2 separate regions of the Oryctolagus cuniculus genome follow, and region 1 is linked to region 2. Evidence: chromatin contacts called from public Hi-C data. All regions are on one chromosome and are shown on one strand. Each heading gives the region's core, a stretch centred on a gene start, on an enhancer-like site or on the middle of the called end of the contact. The rest is flanking DNA. Distances are from core to core; before and after follow the strand shown.

Evidence for each region. A called contact is a pair of places that touch in the nucleus more often than the background predicts.
Region 1: a contact with region 2 is called in a Hi-C map of an unstated tissue, with 4 times the contacts expected there. The contact joins two enhancer-like sites. A contact is called at or near these places in 4 of 6 Hi-C or Micro-C datasets (ear pinna, embryonic fibroblasts, psoas muscle and 1 more).

Annotation. Positions count from the first base shown.
Region 1 is chr9:36,887,526-36,895,096 of mOryCun1.1, forward strand. The region is part of intron 1 of LMO7 (LIM domain 7); the gene reads right to left. Among named protein-coding and RNA genes, the nearest start is that of LMO7, 64 kb to the right of the region's middle. Within about 2 kb of position 3,521, at least 1 of the 8 cell types and tissues checked has an H3K27ac peak or open chromatin away from gene starts, as enhancers often do.
Region 2 is chr9:36,703,885-36,710,718 of mOryCun1.1, forward strand. No RefSeq gene overlaps it. Among named protein-coding and RNA genes, the nearest start is that of LMO7, 250 kb to the right of the region's middle. Within about 2 kb of position 2,382, at least 2 of the 8 cell types and tissues checked have an H3K27ac peak or open chromatin away from gene starts, as enhancers often do.

The DNA of each region.
Region 1 (7,571 bases), core at 2,271-4,770, 180 kb after region 2:
TGCAGGAGGCAGCTTAGCCCACTAAGCCACAGTGCTGGCCCAGGTGTCAGATGCCTTCACCACACTATCGACAGGTGCTATTTCTGTGTGAACACTTCAGGCCAGCTGTGTGGCGGTGCTGCTTCTTCCAGTCCCGAGGTATACACGGCATAGGGAAACCAGCAAACATGACCAGGAGACACTACAGGAGAACCAGAGATCTGAGCTTCGCTTAAAGCAAAGGGGAAAAGGAAAAAGACTTAGGAAAGAGGTACACATTGGAATGTTTACCACTGAATAATTGTTCCAGGGGCCAGAGTGGAAAAAGTCTGGATGGAAGAATGGGAATTGGGCCAGGAAGCCAAAGTATTCAGCAGTTACGGCCCAAATTCCTCTATCTCGGGTAACAACTAAGGTTAACATCAGTTAGCTGACAGTAAAAAAACAAAACAAAAAACATACAGCCTTAACATGATATCAGACAGCTCCACGTTACACCTCATAGTAAACACGCCGTGACACCGAGGCAGGCCGAGACCACATAAACGCTGCATACTTTGTGACGATAAAGCAGGCCGCGTCTTGCAATGAAACTGAGCAAACACCCTTGACTAAGCACACACCCAGAAGATTGATGCGATGACCAATATTTCAAACATTAGGTCACTCGCGTATAAACAGTGAGATATTTTGGCTGGATTCACATTACCTGAAGCAAAACTAATTTTTTAAAGCTTTGCAAAAAATACTTTTCTCAGACACAGTTTGGCCCAGAGAAATCATCCAGTTTCGCCTAGAGAGTCCACTCCGCATGGACTTATCAAGACTTCTTATTCACTAAAATTGTGTTGTAGCACAACATACAATGTCTTATCTACTCTCTGAAAACTTCCTTGAAGTATTCTCAGAAAAAGCAGTTATAATTATTATCCAGTCATAATTAGTGGAAACAACTCTTCAGTTACCCACTCAATAAATATCTGTGTACTTTATGCCTCTGCTAACTACTATGCTCAAAGTAATGTGGGAGGCAAGAGAATTGATGTACCTAATTTCACTTGAAACTGCATCTTAAACCAAGTGTAGAAAACTAAAGCCCATAGTATGGGCCAAATCTGGCCAGCCTCTTGTTTTTTGGGTTTTTTTTTGTTTGTTTGTTTGTTTTTGACAGGCAGAGTTAGACAGTGAGAGAGAGAGTGAGAGTGAGAGAGAGAGAGAGAGAGAGAGAGAGAGAGAGAAAGGTCTTCCTTCTGTTGGTTCACCCACCAAATGGCTGCTAAGGCTGGAGCGCTGCGCTGATCCAAAGCCAGGAGCCAGGTGCTTCCTCCTGGTCTCCCACGCGGGTGCAGGGCCCAAGCACTTGGGCCATCCTCCACTGCCTTCCCGGACCACAGCAGGGAGCTGGCCTGGAAGAGGAGCAACCGGGACAGAATCTGGCACCCCAACCAGGACTAGAAGCCAGGGTGCCGGTGCCATAGGTGGAAGATTAGCCAAGTGAGCTGTGGCGCCAGAGCCTCTTGTTTTTATAAATAAAGTTTTATTGAGATGCAGCCTCCAATCACATACAATGAAATTTCTCACTGCATTGGAAAGGGAAAATGGGCAGTGTTTCCAGAGACCCACAGCCAATAAATTTGAAATATCTGTCCCTCACAGAAAAAGTTGGCCAACTGTTGATATTGACAAATAAACAAGTTCTTTCTTTTTATTCATTCAAATACATTGGGCCAAGGCTAATAAAGGTTGAGCATTCCTGATGTTAAAAACCCAGTATCTGGGGCTGGCATTGTGGCACAGCAGGTAAAGCCACCACCTGCAACACCAGCATCCCATGTGGGCACTGGTTCGAGACTGGCTGCTCCACTTCTGCTACAGCATCCTGCTAATGGCCTGGGAAAGCAGCAGAAGATGGCCCAGGTGCTTGAGCCCCTGCACCCCCTGTAAGAGACCCGGAAGAAGCTCCTGGCGCCAGTCTGGCCCAGCCCTAGCTGATGAGGCCATTTGAGGAGTGAACCAGTGGATCGAAGATCTGTCTCTGTCTCTTCCTCTTTCTGTGTAAATAAATAAATAAATCTTTTAAAACAAAATCCAGTATCTGAAACTTTAAACATTTTGAGCCCTACTATGTATGCATAGAAAATTCCATAACTGACCTTATGAGAGGTCGCAATCAAAAAGAACAAAACTTTAAAAATACTACATAAAATTACCTTCTGACCACGTGTATTGTTTGTATATAAAACATAAATGAATTTTGTGCTTCAACTTGGGCAGAATTCCCAAGCCATCTCTTGACATATATGTAAATATTCCAAAACCCAAAAAATTCTGAGATCCAAAATGCATCTGATCCCAAGCATTTTGGGTAAGGGTTACTCATCCTGCTCTTGGCCAGGTACAAATATACACAAATACAGCGTGTCCTGGAGGATATTTCAAGGATCAGACAAAGCATACAGTAAAATACAGACTTAGGCGGGTCTGATACAAGGCCCAGTGTGAGCAGATCAAATCAGAAAGAAACTCTCAGCCTACATTTGCCTCAGAAGAGGTAGTTTAGCACCTTCCTGGGCCTTCAGTGAGAAAGGGTTTTTCTGTCCCACCCCAGCCAAACCGAGTGGGGTAAGAATGACTATGTTCTGAAATGCTACACCCTGGAGAAGGCCTACAGTCCATGGCAATGTCCAGGGGGCAGACTCGTGCCCAGGTCTCAATGTTCAGTCCTGTGTCCAGGCTGGACTCCTTCCCACCCTGCGACTAACCCACTGCCTGAGGCCGCAGACGGCTTGCTGTGTGGTGTAGCGGAAGGCTACCTTTCTAGACTCCCCCTCTTCAAGATCTGACCCTGAAGATGACATGTCAAGTGGGAAGCTTCCCCTCAGCCTAAATGTAGGGAAGTGGCATGGATTCTGAAAGTGATGTCTTAAATTTCAGAAATATCAAGATCAACTAATTAGAAAAACACATGTCCAATTTCTCTACGAATGGGCTGAAAATTTCAACATAGGCAATGCATATAAGGAGTAGTGCCCTTGGGGATTTTCCATAAATATGTAGAATGACTTTCAGGAACTGTTTTAAAAATATCTAAACATAAATCTCAACCTCAGGAATGAGGGGAAAAAGGAAAACACTATAAAACATAAAATGAAAAATGAAGTGGCTGCTCAAAGGGAAAAGCCCAGGGGGAGGAGCTTATTCCGTGTTTTGGAATCAGTGATAGGTTTGAAGAAAAAGAGAAAAATAATGGTAAAACAGTCCAGGCCAGGCCGCGGACAGGTGGAATCTGGAGGAGGAATTCAGCAATGCAACAGCTACCACATTGACTGCTGGAAAAACTGCCAGTGCTGTTGTCTGCTGCAACTCTATGAACGCCAAAAAGAATGCTGAAAATCCACAGGTTGCTCAAAAGAAGAATTCTGTACAAGGATCTGATGCAAAGAGTAGGTGTGAGGAGAGCACTGTGGCACAGCAGTTAAGACACCCACATCCCTGAATCCAAATGCTGGACTGCTCAGCTTCTCGTCCAACTCCCTGCTCGTGGGCCTTCTGGGAGGCAGCAGGCAATGGCTCCAGTACTTGGGTTCTTGCCATCCATAGAGATGACTCAGAAGGCATTCTGGGCTCCTGGCTTCAGCCTGGCCCAGCCATGGCTGCTGTAGGCATCTGGGGAGTGAAGCAGCAGCTGGGAGATGCCTGTCTCTGCTTTTTAAAGAAAAATGAAAATGAATAAATGTTTCTAAAATTTTTTAGAAGATAGGAAACCAAAACAACATGGGATATATGTATCTTAGCCAGCATTCGTCAATATATTTACAGGCTCCAAGTGCTTGATTCACTGAGAAGATTTTCCTGATTGTGCTAAATGTGTCATAAGATTGACAGCAGTAAATAGAGAAGGGAGGGGAGGAGGAGGGAGGGAGAGGAGAAGAGACAGGGGAGGGGAGGGGAGGAAGTAAATAAATTTGGGAGCTAATTATTCAATCTTCAATCCTAAGGAGATTATGCTACTGAAGAGAATGGAATGGAGCTTTCTGTTACCTGTACAAGGATCTAAGCATACACAGGAGGGGGTGACAGGATTTTCATATTTACATAAACCTGTAGTACACAACCCATTTTAATTTTCGTCTTTTTGTACAGTATAGCCAATGAACTTCTTACCCTTTAATGGCACTTACTTTAGCTTTTTATTTTCTAGATTGCTATTTGTTTTAATGGATTAGTCATAAGTGCCAAGAGTCTCAACTGATACTGTCTTTCCAAACAACTTTAATTGTTTGAAGGATGTAGGAGAAACTACCAAAATCTTCACTGGGCTGCAGTGGAGTCAATATTTTGCAGTCACACTGTAAAAGCCATTGATTAATTTTAGGTACCTCCAAATTAAATATTTCATTAAAAGATAAATAAAATATAATAAGTACTACAAAGTTTTGTATTCAACACTGTAGAATAATCCTACTTAAGAAAACATTTGACAGAAAAAATGGTAAATTTCATTGGAGGTCATCAGAGAGAGGCAAAAAGAGGGGAAAAGAAAAAATTAGTATAAAATTGTCTTTTCATAGGGGCTGCTACTGTTTCCCCCAGATCTCAGTGGTACTTAGACTATGGAGTTCAATTAATAATTGTTGAATGACTACTGCCCTCTGGTGGTGCAAAAGCACTATCCCCAACAAGACTTTCTTATAAATCACACAAAATGTATTTGGTGCTCCAGAACTTTCTCCCATCTTTTTTCTTCAAAACAAACCCAGCCCTATTCCAATCACCTAAGACACTGACCTAACAGCCCACTCTTTCTGCCAAAGTAGATGCTAACTCCGTCAAGTTTTAACCCAGGTCCTACCATATACAATCTGTTGATGGTCACTTTATAAAGGCATATCCTACAAAGAGCCAATGATAGTAAATCCAGGATAAGGATAATACCCTTCATGGGGGCATGAGTGCAGCCCACTTCCTCCCATGGCATGACTGCAATGGATTGAATGTTTGTGTCCATACAACATTCATATATTGAAATCCTTTTGTAAAAACAACGTTTATTTTTTTTTTATTTGAAAGGCAGAATTACAAAGATAGACAAAGACAGAGACAGAGAGGTCTTCCATCCACAGGTTCAATCACCAAATGGACGCAACAGCTGGGGCTGGGCCACATCCCTTTTGGTCTGTGATATCTAAAAATCTCCCATGACACCAACTCAGTAAGTTCTACCCCTTACAGAGGTAAAAAACTAAAATGGGAAGTCCTTGGCTTGACTGGGCTTTACTTCCCAATAAACTGACATAAACGAGTAGCCACTTTCTCCCTAAGTATCTCCCTGCATTTTACATATATTGTTTTTATGGCTCTAGAGACATCCTACTATAGGCACACAGAAAATGATACCACATAGTATGGTGTTTTGGCAGTCTGGGCACTTTGAACTAAAGAGTGCTGGAAGTTCGCAGAACTGACATCTCTCTAATCGTCTCCCAACTTCCTCTATCTCTGTCCATTTTCTCTCCCTAAGCACAGAGGGGTTTTCTCTGAAGTTTCCTCATCTTCCTAAAGATAAATTTCCCCTAAAAGAAACTCAACTGTTACAAGTGCCTCCCTCAGGAGGCCCATCAATCAGAAAAGATAAACTACATCACAGGAGAGAGACTGAACATTCACACCATGCCCACACAGACTCCGTCAAAGGCCATCACTTATCCTTCCGAGGCTCATTCATCTCCCTCCCAAATCATTTACGCTCCCTCAGGCTGCCTATGTCCTGGTCCACGCTCCCCAGGGAGAGCTCCTGACTTCCAGATATCACTGCGTGTGGGTGAGATGGCATAGGCAGGCAGCTAGCAAGGTCGCTGAGCTGGAAGTTCCAAACCCCGTGTAATTCTTTTCTCCTCATTGTCAAGCAGAATGCCCCCGGTTCCAGGATGCTTCTCCTTCATCAGGACCTAAAGGACACACCATGAGAATATGGGAAGTAAGCTCAGAATTTGTCGAAGGGCCACACAATCTGGAGGCACCACCCCTAACCTCACAAAGGGACCAACATGGTGGGGGAGCTCTGTATCTCTTCCGTCACAGATCACGGCTGGAGGGGCTGCCAGGTGCTTTCTGGGTCTCTCCTCCTCCACCCCATCTCCTTGCAGCCCGTCTTCTGGCCTACTGCCCCCGCATGACAGGTATTTCTCTGTGGGACGCAACCCCACGCTCACATGTATATGGGGGAGGGTGTTCACTTTCTCATCTTTTATATCAATTTTATCACTTCGTGCACCTTATACGTGTCAGCACTTCACATGCTTGTCTTTGTGCATGAGAACAGCCTCAAGTGAAATGAATACCTGCCTTGCCCACATCATTTGGGTATTCAAATCCCATCACATCTTGTGATGACCCCGCGCAAGCCTTCTCTCCTGTTAATCCAACTACTCTCGGGTCATTTCATAGCCTCAGTGACTGAACCTTTGGGGGGCAGAAAGAAAACATTCGCTCCCCAATCCATATATCCAGGAAGCTTCTTCCCCCTTATCTTGCCTTTCCACCTTGAGATCTGCTGGCCAGCATCACAGGCATCCGTCAACTATGCACTCAAGGGCAAGCCTGAAAGCCTGGATTTATTTCAGTGCGTGCTTCAGGGAGCACTTTGGTACCAACAAGGAACAGCTGAGAACAGAGTGGGCTTCCACAGGCCAAATCCAAGTAAATAGTCCACAGGCTCAACTACTTCCCCCTGTTGACAAGGCCCAGAGGCCACACAGTGCAGGCAGATGAGAAGATTAAAATGCAGCAGGCTTTCATCTTCCAATTGGTCTCTTTCTTTGGCTTTCTTTTGTAAGACACCAGGGAGGGGATAAGGCTTTAATTTCCCTCCACTTCACACAAACATGAGTCAACGCTAGCCGAAGGCGGAAAGAACACTCAAATATGTGGCATCGCAGCCTCGTTCCCGGAGGCCAGCAGGGTTCAGAGAAACGCAAGCCTGGGTTACTCTAAGTTCATATCTGCCTATTATAGGATGTTTGCTGATTCTGTGCTATGCAAAATGAAATAAGGCCAAATTCCATGGAATATCTAAACCGAAGGATACAGAGAGGTGGAAACCTTGTCTTGTTGTCTAACGAATTCTGGGAAAATTAGCTGCAGGAAAGATGATCAGAAAGTTATCGAAAACATGCCTAAAGTTGCCAGTGTTGCTTCTTTTATATAACAGTTACAAACAGCTAAAGATAGGTGGACTTTAGTGGACTAAACCCAACACATCACTAGGCCACAGAAGATCAAACCTTGAACGGGCCTCTAAGATTATCTACTAGCTGACATTCAAAGCTTCTCGAAAAGTGTGCATCCCTGCATTCAACTACAAGGTGAGAACAGTAAGGCTCTTCACTCAAGGAAGTAAGGAAAAGTGAACTGCGCAGTGATGTGGTCACACACACGGCGTCTGGGTCAGACACGCCTGCTTTCTGTTAGGGAATCTGAGTCACCCTGCTTTTCATTCTACTTAACCCAATTTACACAAGAAGCTTAGCCGATTCCAGTGCCCTTCCCACAGGAGACTTTCTGCCTCCCATGGTAAAAATTGTTTTTAGGCC
Region 2 (6,834 bases), core at 1,132-3,631:
CAAATACTTGAGCCCCGGCGAACCCATGTGGGAGGCCCGATGGAGTTCCTGGCTCCTGACTTCAGCTTAGCCCCACCCAGATCTTCGTGGACTGTAGTCTTTTGGGGAGTGAACCGGCAGTTCGAAGACATTCTCTCTCTCTCTCTGCCTTCCAAATATTACAAAAATTAAAATTTGTATAACTTCCTGGGATTTTCCTATTTCCTGTCTGCATGTGTCTTCTCTCTTAAAAAGGGTGACACATTTGCAGAAGGCTCAGGTCCCACCGATCTGCACCTGCCTCTGCCCTCCCCACGCCCACCCCCTGCAGCCTCAGCGCATTCCCCTGCTCTTCCCTCCTCCTAGGATGGTCCTCTGAGAAGGGGCACACCCCCTCACTTCAGGCAGGTGTCTAATTGTGGGGATGTCACCCTACCCAAGCATCTTTCTGAGCAATGCCTGTGTGGGACGGAATCACCTTTACTCCTCACTTCTCCACCCCTCTATTCTTCACTCCCCAGCACCCACTGCCCAGCCTATGCGCAGTCCCCCACCCTGTAATCCAAGGTCCCATGGAAGGGTCCTTCCATTTGTTTAGTTTGCTGCTTTATCTGCACTGTTGAGATCAACACCTGGCATACAGTGGCGCCCAATAAATACAAGGCTTTCTCCAAAATGGTCCCAGAAAATGGGAGTAAGAGTTAATTTGGTCCAAAAGTTATTTAATCCATTCAGTTTTTCATAATACATACTTTCCGTGAGATTTTTTTTTGACAGAGTGGACAGTGAGACAGACAAAGAGAAAGGTCTTCCTTTTCCGTTGGTTCACCCCTCAGTGACCGCTGCAGCTGGCGCGCTGTGGCAAGCACACCTTGCTGATCCGAAGCCAGGAGCCAGGTGCTTCTCCTGGTCTCCCATGTGGGTACAGGGCCCAAGCACTTGGGCCATCCTCCACTGCCTTCCCGGGCCACAGCAGTGCTGGACAGGAAAAGGAGCGACCGGGACTAGAACCCGGGGTGCCGGTGCCGCAGGCGGAGGATTAGCCTAGTGAGCCGCGGCACCGGCATGCATGAGATTTTAGAAGATACCTCCTATTCGTGGGGTGAATGATCAAAAATATGTGTGATTGATTATCTATGGCTGTGCTCACCCCAGTTTTAGTTACCTGTAGTCAACCACAGTTGGAAGAGATTAAATGGAAAATTCTATGAATGATGCCCAATAAGGAGTCCCTAAGTTCAGGCCACTCTGAGTAGTGTAAGGACACATCTATCTGTCGTGCCCAGGACATGAATTCCTCTGTCCAGCAAAGCTTTCAGTGTGTCATCAGCGGTCCATGTGCTGGAAGCCTGGTCCACAGTGTGGTGATACTAACAGGTGGTGGCACCTTAGGTTGGGGACTCAGTGCTAAGCCACCAACCCCTCGAACCTCCAGAATCATGAGCTAAATAAATCCCACTTTTCTGGACAAAGTTCCTCAGCCTTGGATATTTCATTACAGTAACAGAAAATGGACTAATAATACACTACTTATCCAAGTCACTTTGTAGCCATTTCTGTGGTCAGATCAACCGCCAGCATATCACAGGGCTAGCAGACAGGGTAGGTACTACCTGCAGTTTCAGGCATCCACTACGGGCCTTAGAATGTATCCCCCATAGATAAGGTTAGACCACTGTATATTAATGTATATGGAGATACACGGATATACAGATGTCTGGGCTGCATATATATGCCAAATCCACTAAAGGGTGGATCTGCCCCGTGGGAGCTCTCTGGCTTCAGAAGAGCCCATGAAAACCAAATTCAAAGGAGAAACAAGAGTAGTCCTTTGCCCCCAAGCCTTTGCCCACTCAGGTCATTGCATTTTTCATTTTAACCAGAAGTCCAGAAATCTCTTATCTTCTTCGGAGGAGCCCCAGGTTAAAATCTTTAAAGGACAAAACTTTTATTTAAAGAAAAAAAAAGTTTTTGAAATCAAGACCCGGGAGTCCTGGCAAATCCTTGCCTCTCCCACAAAGTCAAGAAGGAAGGACACAGCGAAATTCCACCCGTCAAGGGCGGCAGTCTCATTAGCAGGGGAACATTGAGATTCCTGAGGAATGACAGCCCCTATCAAAGCTGGCAGATCCTCGGGGAAGCTCACGACGCTCCCGGCCGCTGCTCAAGCGTGCCTGAATCTATTCCCATGCAGAAAAACCGCCCTAAAGCTCAGTGTAAGTGGCTGATAGAAAAGAAATAAGGATGCAGCTTCTCCACATCTTCACAGGCTGGGTTTGCTCCGCAGGAGGCAATGATCATTTAAATGTCCCATTTATCCTCCAGCCAGTGTCCTCTAGGGCTCAGCGCTGGAGTGCACCCAGACTACTAATATTAGACCGATGGGAGATTCAAAAGCTGGCTACAAAGTTACCAAGTAGAAAAGGCAAAGGAGGGCGGGGCAGGAGCTGCTGGATTTTTCTTCCATCTGTGCTAACACTGCCACCTAGTGTTAAGAAAACATAAATGGAACTTGCAAAGTGTGGATCCTTATGCAGAAGCAGGAACAGTGGTAGGAAGTGCTAGTTAGGGTTGACATTGCAAAACTGTGTCATCTCAAAAGCTGAAGCCAAGTGTTGAGAAAACAGCTAATTCTTTCCTCCAAAACCCAGTCGTTCAGGTAAGAGTAAACAGACATGCTTGCTACTGGCCAGCTTTTATTGATTCCTTTTCTTTTGAGAGCACTACAGGAATTCAAGCAGTTCTGGTCCCAAGCAGCCCAGGAAAGAGGTGCTATGGGAACATGCATGATGCTTTTCTGAGAAAGGTGAGCCACAGGGAAGGAAGGCCCCTCTGTCAAGGTCACACATGCAGGAAGCAGTTAAATCACAGCAGCTTTCAGGGTCCTAGGCTTAAACTTGACACCAACCTGCGCCTCATCCTAAGTGCACACTGCCATGCATGTGAATACACATCATCAGGAAAGCTGGCTGGAACTCTCAGGGAGTTAACAGGCAACTACAGCTCTTTGTGGGGGACACAACAAAATTAGGAGGGGACTATTCAACCTGGTCACCAACAGCTGTTCACATGGAGACTGCAGTATCTTTGAGGGTGAGTTTCCAATCAGGACTCTCATAACCAAACAGCCAAAAGCGTAAGTCCCGTGGCTAACATGCCAATTCTCCAAGGGATGCAAACGTGTTTGAATTAAATGGATATGAAAGTCAAAGGGCACACACAGGAAATTCAAAGACCTAAGTCGCCCTGCTGGAGACACCTCCGTCAATTCACTTTGCTTTTTTAGGTTTTCAGTTGACACACTGTAAATATTTTTAGTGCCACCTTTAGGAATGCACCTTAGCTTAGAAAAAAAGAGAAGCACATAGCTCCCACTACGCATATGCACATGTAAATCTCAGGCAAACACTACATGTAGTGTATAAACATTAAAATGTGCTAAGTACAAAAGGTATAAAAGAGACCAAAACCAGTACTTTTAACTACTTATTGGTACAAAAATAACTGTTCCTCACTCATGCCTTTAATATTTTTGTGCAAACAATATTAAATGATCTCTATTTTTATCAAATATCCTGGTTAGTGATAATACTAATTTTAAAAAAGGACTGAAAGATGAAGATGTGGTTGTGAACTAGTGTGCGGGCATCCTTGGTTTGCCCGGGTGTCACAAAGGAATGCAAAGACAACGTAGAAGGGAGTGGTCTGTGGCTTGCCTACTAAGTCTTGGTACTCACTGCTCAACTCCCTCTTCCAATTTAGCAGAAGTCCTGTTAAAAATAGGTTAGTAAATTTCCATCCCTCTGTACTTTCTTCAGTTTGCGCATATTTTAATAAGTTTGCTCAAATACTGCTAAAATATATATTATTTGAAAATATGTTTAAACATATTAGTTTCCAGTGAGAATTTGAAATATTTAGTTCTTGGCAAAGAAAAATCATGAAAACTTTTTAAACATTAATTTCCAGAATATTCTCTCTAGATAACATGTTTCCTTCAAAAGGAAATGATTTTATGTTGAAACTTTGACTTTCATCTTGCAACACGATGATTAAGTTTATGTGCTTGGGCCGGCGCCGCGGCTCACTAGGCTAATCCTCCGCCTTGCGGCGCCGGCACACCGGGTTCTAGTCCCGGTTGGGGCGCCGGATTCTGTCGCGGTTGCCCCTCTTCCAGGCCAGCTCTCTGCTGTGGCCAGGGAGTGCAGTGGAGGATGGCCCAGGTGCTTGGGCCCTGCACCCCATGGGAGACCAGGAGAAGCACCTGGCTCCTGGCTCCTGCCATTGGATCAGCGCGGTGCGCCGGCCGCAGCGCACCGGCCGCGGCGGCCATTGGAGTGTGAACCAACGGCAAAGGAAGACCTTTCTCTCTGTCTCTCTCTCTCACTATCCACTCTGCCTGTCAAAAAATAAAAAAATAAATAAAATAAATAAAATAAAATAAAAAAGTTTATGTGCTTGCATTTTATTTTTGTTTTTTAAACTTTTAGTTATTTGAAAGATGGGAGAGGGAGAGGCAGGGGAAGATGGAACAGGGCTCCGCTATGGTTTGGACAGGCTTGAGTGTTCCCTAAGGCTTCGTGTATGGAATCTAATCCTCATAGTGATGTATACAGAGGCTGGAAACTCCATCTGCCTATGATGTTTAGAGATGGGGCCTTTGGGAGGTGATCAGTATTAAACAAGGTCATTAGGGTGGAAACCCTGTGACTGAGTCCTAGTGGCTTTATTCCACAGAGGAAAAGAAGCTGGATGGACACCCGCATGCTCCCTATGTCTTACTTACCCTGTGATGCCCTGTGCCACCTCAGGACTCTGCCAGCAGTCAGGCCATCGCCAAATGCAGCCCCCAGGCCCCGTACCTCCAGAATCAGGAGCCAAAACAAACTTTTTAAAACAAAGTAGCCCGTCTCAGAGATTTTTGTCATAATAATGAGAAGCTAATGCAAGCTCCAAATACACATTAAGTTCAATCACAGAAAAACATATTAATATTAGTAATAGCTGAAGTTCATACAAAAGGCCTTAAAATTTTCATAGAAAATATACAATATGAAAAAGCTATGCATGGATTTGAGTGTTTTATGCCAAAATATTTATACTATGGTATAACATGTCTGAAAAGAATCTAGTTGCAGGTACTAAGAAGAATAAGACATCAGTTTGAAAAGAACCCCTAAAAGAGCAACAGGAATTGTGCCAAAGTAGAGGAACACACATCAAATTTGTGGTGAAGCTCTTACAGATTGTGAAATCACTGACAGGTTACTAAAAATCTATGGGAAGAATGCCCCTAAAGAAATCAAGAATTTGAAGCTATAGAACTCATTTTAAGAAAGGAGACACTGTTGAAGATGAAGTTTGTAAAAGCAGGTTATCTATCTCAACTTGCAAGGAAAAAAAAATCATCCTATTTATGTTCTTATGGATGAGGACCAATGATTAACAGCAGAAACAACAGCCAATACTACAGACATCTCAAGTGATTTAGCTCACACAATTCTGACTGAAAGAAATTAGGAGTTGAGCAAAGTTTCTACTCAATGCATGCCAAAACTACTGTATACAGATCAGCTGCATCCAAGAACAGAGCTTTCAAGAGAAATTGTAAACCAGAGGGATAATTATGAAGCATTTCTTAGAAAAATAACAGGAAACAAAACATGTCTTTACTGGTATAATCCTGAAGACAAAGTATAATCAAAGCAATGGCTACCAAGAGGCAAAAAGTTGTTGAGTTGAAACAAAATTGGACCAGTCAAGAACAAAGTTCATGGAAATAATTTGGGGGGATGCTCAAGGCGTTTTTGCCCACTTTCTGAACTGTCAAAGAACTATAACCTCTGCTTATTATGTGGATTTTTTGAAAAAGTTATCCAAAGGTTTAGCAGAAAATTGCCCAGGAAAGCTTAACCAGAGAGACCTTCACCATGGCAATGCTCCTGCTCATTCCTCTCATCACATAATGTCAATTTTGCTAGAGTTCTGATGGGAAATCATTGGGCATCTATCTTATAGTCCCTATTTGGCTCCTTCTCACTTCTTGTTTCCTAGTCTTCAAAAGATCTTGAAAAGGCACCGATTTTTCTTCAATCAATAATGTAAAAATGATTGTACCATCATAGTTAAGCTTCCAGCACTATTTTTGGGGATGAACTCCGAGGCTAGTATCATTGCTTACAAAAGTGTCTTGAATTTTATGGTGCTCATGTTGAGAAAGTTTATATTTTTATCTTCTAATTCCATTTAAAAATACAGAAAACAGACTTCATGTATTTGGTAGTTTTTTAAAGTAATGTTTATTAATTTTGGATTCCTTGAATAAATCACATTACCAAAGAGCCAGGGTACATCTCTATCTAGTTTATTTGCGGGGCGGGGGGAATCTTTCTTTTACCAGGTGCTTTTCCTATTTTTCAGGAATAACAGTGGAGCTCCCACTCCTTACAGTTCATTTAAGATTCTGATTTATCTTGTGTTGTACTGTGAAAATAAAAAAAAATCACTAGATGAGGGATTCTTCTAATGCTTAATTTTTTAAAAAAAATATAATTCTGAGTTATGGAAAATTCAATAGAAATATTTCCAACATTACTTTATTATTCTAGTAATAGGTGACTATAGATATATTGTTTTAGCAACAAATTATGGAGTACACTAGCAAAATATGACACTTGTCAGTCATCTTATATAGAAGAGACAGGGCTGTGATGTGCATTGGGTAAGCTACCACGTGGTTCTCCCACATCCTTTTTTGGAATACATGAGATTGAATTCTTCCTGCCTATACTTCTGATCCAGGTTCCTGCACCCTCCAGAGGTAACAGTGATGGCTGAAATGTTTGGGTCCTTGAC